Regions from separate parts of the Arabidopsis thaliana genome. Here region 2 is linked to region 1. Evidence: chromatin contacts called from public capture Hi-C data. All regions are on one chromosome and are shown on one strand. The core of a region is the stretch at or near the end of the contact, and the rest is flanking DNA. Distances in the headings are between cores, read along the strand shown. Region 1 holds the start of AT4G07990 (Chaperone DnaJ-domain superfamily protein). Region 2 holds the start of ACS11 (1-aminocyclopropane-1-carboxylate synthase 11).

The links. Capture Hi-C pulls out chosen DNA fragments and counts their contacts.
Region 2: a contact with region 1 is called in a capture Hi-C map of seedling, with 2.1 times the contacts expected there. A contact is called at or near these places in 3 of 26 Hi-C or Micro-C datasets (callus, leaf and root) and 1 of 3 other capture datasets (seedling).

Annotation. Positions count from the first base shown.
Region 1 is chr4:4,827,470-4,830,736 of TAIR10.1, reverse strand. AT4G07990 (Chaperone DnaJ-domain superfamily protein) reads left to right here and starts at 1,570. Exons shown (of 7, transcript NM_116868.4): 1 at 1,570-1,922; 2 at 3,210-3,251. The coding sequence starts at 1,800.
Region 2 is chr4:4,885,210-4,888,476 of TAIR10.1, reverse strand. It overlaps ACS11 (1-aminocyclopropane-1-carboxylate synthase 11), which reads right to left and starts at 1,515. Exons shown (of 4, transcript NM_116873.2): 1 at 1,225-1,515; 2 at 984-1,115; 3 at 580-740; 4 at 1-486. The coding sequence starts at 1,365. AT4G08039 (Defensin-like (DEFL) family protein) reads left to right here and starts at 2,442. Exons shown (of 2, transcript NM_001036515.1): 1 at 2,442-2,504. The coding sequence starts at 2,442.

The sequences.
Region 1 (3,267 bases), core at 321-2,820:
AGAATGAAGAGTGTCGTGGATTATATAGAGGATTTTTTACAACTATTTTACGACTAAACACTGTAGACGCTCAGAAATTAGGTGTACCTACCCAGCAACGCGAAAAACATTTTCCAATGGTATTATACGACAACTATGCGACTATTGGACGACAAAGTGAAAATAGTCGTAGTATCGTCGCCTGTTTTGCGACTAATGTTTAAAGTCGGATATGTAGTCGTCAATATACGACTACTTTACGACTACTTATTTTTTTCAGTAATGTCGTCGTCAAATAGTCGTACTTGGACGACTATTTACCGACTAAAGCTTGTAGTCGCTAAAATACGACTATGGAACGACCAATTTGTCTATTGTCGTAACGTCGTCGTCCATCAGTCGTAATATAGTCGCAAAAAAGGACGAATACATTGTTAGTCGCCTTGCGTAGTCGTCGTTTGCCTATTTTCTTGTAGTGATTGACTCATTCTCTCCATACATGAGCCAAGCTTTGTACCCCGGCATAAACCCATCCCCATATAAATGCATCCAAACTTAAGATACCAGAATAACTCTTAAAATTAGTTATGTAGAACACGGACAATACATTTGTTTTGATTTGATGGTTACTGGTTGGTTTGTCGCAAATGCCATGAATTGTTTAAGACCTTCTGTATATTCTGGCGTTAGCAACTCCGTCACCGGATCACGCATGGGCTGGTCCATCCATGATCAAAAATAATTAAACGGATTCGAAGAAACCATTTCTCTCTGGTTCTATTTTGTTGCTTGGACGATTTTGTCAATGAGGGTAGAAAAAATAAAGATGAGAATTATCAATTTTTCCGACGAGTTTTTGACGGATGTCAGACGAGTTTTCGACTGATTTTCGTTGGAGATTTGATGATTTTTTTATAAATAACTATACGCACGGCTATTTGACCGGACGGCTACTTAACCGAGTGTATTTTGTTGGAATTTTGTCGGAAAGGTACAACATATTCTGACGAATATTAGAGGTGTCAAAACGGATATATTTTGGTCGGAAATCCGTCGAAATATTTGGTCGGAGTTTCGTTGGAAATCACTGACGAATTGTCGACCATTTTGAATCCATAGGAAAGTTTCGACGGTGTTTTGACGGGAAACATGTCGTCAGAAATCCGTCGGAATATCATTACGAAGCCGTCGAAAATTTCTGACTATTTATTTAACGTCGGAAAATTTGTCAAAAAAGTCTTTCAGCACAAAGAAGAGCTATACAATGGATTTTGACTCGGTTCCTCTCAACAAGACAAATAAGGCTTTTGTGCGTCGATCCCTTAGCTCCTAATTCAGATTTTTTTTCTAGATTCTCTTTATTTCTAATCAATTTACTTATTAATTCGTTCTTTTGTTTATCTCCCTATGTTTTTTTAGTTTTTGAAGGTTAAAATCCTGCCAACTTTAGTATTATACTATATATTTCTTCCTTGTATTTCACCTTTGGATAATTTCATGAATTATTCAGACGAAAAAAAAAAAAAAAAACAATATTCGTTCTTTGTTTGGGAAAGAGGCCCAATAAGGGCCCAACTATTTCTCACCTATCGAAAACAAAAAATTCTGAAAATTGTTCGTCGTCGGTACGACGGAGAGAAAACGTCTTCCAAAGACGAATTGAGGCGGTGGAAGAAGAAAAAAAAAAATCAAAATCCAATTTGATCTTCAAAGTAGTGAAGAAAGAAGAGAAGCAATCGAAATTCTCTGACGATGTTGTTACAACCCCAAAGATCCTCTTATCGATTATCGTAATTCGTAGAAAACGAAGCAGAGAGAAAATGGGAGGCGAAGATGATAAAGATAAGAAATGGAATCCTCCACCACCGCAGCAGAAGCCGGACTCAAGGCCTTGGGAAGTCCTCGCGGCTTTTGTAATCTGCGCAACCGCTACTACTTTCGCCGTGAGTCAAAATTCATTAGTTTTGTTTTCGTTCATATCTCGAAATTGTGTTTAAGAACTGTTTAAAGAGTTTGATAACGTTATAGTTGATAAAGTTGTAGTTATTCAATGGAAACTTATAGGCTCTGATTGGTGATATAAAGTGTGAATTTCATAGGCTTTGCTTGAGGTCAGAGTAGCTTTAGTTTTCCGGTTTTGACGTGCTTTCGTGCGTGCTCGTACGCGATGATTGATGGTTTTGAAATGATTAGTTAGAGAGTTTGAAAAGGTTATAGTTGATTCTTTTTTGTTCTGACATTCTTAGTAGTAATGGAAAATTATAGGCTGGTGATATAAAGTGTAAATTTCATAGGCTTTGCTTGAGGTCAGAATAGCTTTAGTTTTCGGGTTTTTACGTTCTAACGTGCGTGCTCGTACGCGATGATTGATGGTTGAGAAATGATTAGCTAGAGAGTTTGATAAGGTTTTACTTGATTCTTTTTTTGTTGTGACATTCTAAGTAGTAATGGAAAATTATAGGCTCTGATTGGTGACATATAGTGTGAATTTCATTGGCTTTGCTTGAGGTCAAAATAGCTTTAGTTTTCGGGTTTTACGTGCTTTCGTGCTCGTACGCGATGATTGATGGTTTTGAAATGATTAGTTAGAGAGTTTGATAAGGTTCTAGTTGATTCTTTTTTGTTATGACATTCTCTGTAAGTAATGGAAAAATTATAGAGACTGTGATTGGTGATACAAAGTGTGAATTTTCATAAGCGGCGTACTTTAAGCGAGATTGATCTTAATGTTTGTTGGTGTGAGGGTTTGATGATTGGTTTTAGTTGTGTCAATGTTGTATCGAATTATGCTTGAGAAAGTAGCTTTTTGGTTTTCTGTGCTTTCGTGCTCATAGTCGAGGATTGATGGTTGAGAAATGATTAGCTACCGGGTTAGATAAGGTTCTAGTTGGTTCATCTTTAGAGGAGCTTATTGGCATTTGTGTTCATTGTGAATGATAATATGACTCTCGCAATAAAAAAAATTTAATGGAAAAGTTTAGGCTTTGATTGGTGATATAAAGTGTGAATTTGGTAGCTATCTAGAGAAGCATAACTTCACTAGAAAACACTGACTTATTTGTTATGTTGCTCTAATAAGAGGTTTTGCCGAAAAGTGTGACTGTTAATATAACCTGTGGAATCACAGAATCATACAATGATTCTGTTCTCTGCGGGTTAATCTTTACGTCTGTTTGTTTTGGTTTATTCTTTGTGGGACTGTAGTGTCTGATGCTACTATTATTTGGTAGGTTCATCAGCTGCGAAGAAATTTTGATTGGGTCTATACCCAGGTGAATAAAACCAACT
Region 2 (3,267 bases), core at 266-2,765, 58 kb before region 1:
AGCAAATGTTGAGTTTGGGAAGAAATGAGTCCAAAACTCGACATTTTAGTCGCGGCTGACACCACTTTCTCATTGTTTGAGTAAATCAAGCCAACACGAAATCCGGGGAGGCCTAGATCTTTGGACAAGCTGTAAACAACATGGATTTTACCATCTAAACCCATGTTCTTGTCCTTAGCCACTTCTAGAACGCTGGTGAACTCAGGAGAGTCGAAAACCGTTCCCGAGTAGATCTCATCGCTAACCATATGGATTTTCTTGGTTGATGTGAAGGTCAGAAGAAGATCAAGCTCTTCACGGGTGGTAGAGGTTCCAAGTGGGTTTGAAGGGTTGGTTATGAGAACTCCTTTAACATTTAGGTTATGTTTGAGAGCTCGTTCGTAGGCATCTTCTAATGCATCCTCGGTTATCTTGTACCCATTTGAGCTTACGCAATGGATAGGAACAATCTCTACTCCTGTCCTCCATTTGAGATCTCTATCAAACCTTCATGATGACAAAAAACAAAAAACAAATTTAGTCTCTCTTGTAAATAACACTAACATATTCAGAAACGTTAGTGTAAAAATATACACGTACCCTGGATAATAAGGTGCAGGGATAAGAAAGGCATCTCCTGGATTAGCAAGACAGAACATTAGAGTCTCGTTAGCCGAGGTTGATCCAGCTGTAAGAACCATCTTGTTCGTATCGAATTTCACTTTGTTCTCTCTGATTTTCCCCATGAACTTCGCCATGGCCTGTTGTGTAAAACCATAGAATATTTAGTATCATAGTTTGACTCTACTCCTATAATGTTTACTCTCTTTTTATATATCCGAAAAACCGAATCCAAAAAGAATAATAATAATAAATAAAAAAATAACCACACGCGAATTTTCGATCTTTTGAATTCGAAATATCAAAACCCTATCGATTATTTGTTTCCGTTAAAGTTAAACTAAACTGAAACTTTGTTTAAACACTCCCAATATGTTACTTACATCCTTGAAAGCTGGCAAGCCATGGTAATCTTGGAACAGAGCTAATTGTCTAAACACCGACTCATCATTTTTCTTCAAACCCAAGACTTCTGGATGCTCTTCAAGCCATTTCTCTATTAGGTCAAAAGAAAGCTGCAAAAAGAACGGAAACAACAACCGATAAACAAAAGTTTGGAAATTGTGTACATACTAGTTTTGTTCTCTATGAGTTAAAATAGTTAGTAGATTCATTGATACAAACCTGGTTTTCAGCAAGACCCATTTGAACAATCCCACTAGTGTTAAACGACTCGTGGAAAGGATTCTTCTCGTATTCTTGCCATCCAAGGAAGTAGGATGAGTCTTGTCCATGAGAGTCGCCAACAACTTTGCTTGACAACATTTTTTTTAAATGCTATAACTTGGTGATCAATATAGCAAGTAAAAGTACTTTCACTTTGTAGCTCAACAATAGATATATAGATAGAAAAGTAGAAGAAAAGTTTTGGTGGATAGAGAATGTGAGCCCTGTTGAGGAACAAAGAAAGAAGAATGGTGAATATATAATGTAGAGGAAGCTAAGGGAGGTGATCTATTAGGAGACATTGTCCCGACATTATTAGCTATAGTGAAAGTAGACGGTGTTGATTCTTTTGACTAAAAAACCCACACGTACAAAATTATTTAATTATTCTGACCCACACCCACACGTACACTTTTTTTTTCTATTTAATGCTTATAATATTTTTTAATCGTATGATAATTTTTAGAAAATGTTTTTCCTTGTTAAATTAGAGTTTACAATTTGGAAGTATTATTTATTTGTATTTATTCTCTCATTTCCTTTGAGTTTCCGATGTATTTGTTATCCTATCTGTATGTTCCTTTTTATTTTTGATAGTGGACAGCAAGGACATAAACAAAAGGTAGACGTATATTATAAGGTCGGGGATATTTTTAATCATGCAATAAAACAAAATTTGGAGATTTGAATCACACAATATATCAATCATACTTCATCGGTTTGGTAGAAAGATGCTGATGAAAGCAATGAGGTTTAACATGTAGAGATAGAAATGGCATGGGAACACTTTATGCATATGAGGTCTCTCCCATCTTAAGCTTTTATCGTAATCTTCTATTATTGTTAATATGATTTTTCATCTTTTTACTCTTTCACCAGGGAAACAATAATTGACGAAAACTCTTTTCTATAACGTAACTCTTTTTTTTTTATTGCTTCTTCTATTTTTGTGTTATTTGTGGGAACTCACTTTAGTTTTTTTTTTTTTTTTTCTAGTCGTTCTTATGCTCTAAAGTTTTTTTTGTATATGTAAAGCACACAAAAACGTCTCAGTCAGATTTTCAAATTTTGGAAAGTAACCCATCTTAAAAGTGAAAATGACTATTAAAGTTGACAAAGAATGGTAAAAAGTTATAAGGTAAATCAGTAGAGATTATAGTTTTGGTTGAAATGGAATGTCTTGTTTTAGCTTTCTAGTATATTTTCTTCTCTTTATAGTAACAAAAATGTCTCAGTCAGTCAGGTTTTCAAATATACTATAAAGGGAAGAAATCTTATAAGTTTTGTTACTACCTTTATAGTAACTTTTAACATAAAATTTTCCCACGTATAGTTTCGTTGTCTAAAGTAAACACAAGGGAAGATAATATACCTTAATGGATCATCTCCAGTAATTGGGTTAAATTCTCTCATTTTCATCACCAATTTCATCGTTAGAGCATTTCAAATCACTTAAAATAAACATCAATTATAAAGATATAGAAATGGGTCATAGCCTCATAGGTAATCATATCAATGTAAAAAAAAAAAAAATGCAAAATGACTCTTTCTAGCAAAATTGTATAACTTTTGAATAATGCATGAGACTCACAAATCGAATCATGACACTTCTTCAAGAAAATAAGAAATTGTTCTCATAAGACACACTTTTCATTTTTGATGTTGAATGATCAGGAGAAAATAAATATCTACTAAGCTTATACTTAAGAACAAGATCATAAAAAGCAGTTAAAGTTTCATCAATGTAGATTGGTAGATGGAGTGAAACGTGCACTGATTGCATGGAATTAATGCTCGTTAGACTTCAATAAGAATACAAACTAATGGTATTTTCCTACACTTTCCTTGCGCCATTGATCAAAACAATAGAGGATCAAAACCATCATTCACGAACACATTATCCTTAACATTTAGATAAGTCAACTTTTTTTATAAGCAAAAGAAATTTTAAAAATGATTCAATGGAAAATTTTATTTTTTAATGAAAGTTTTTGAAAAATA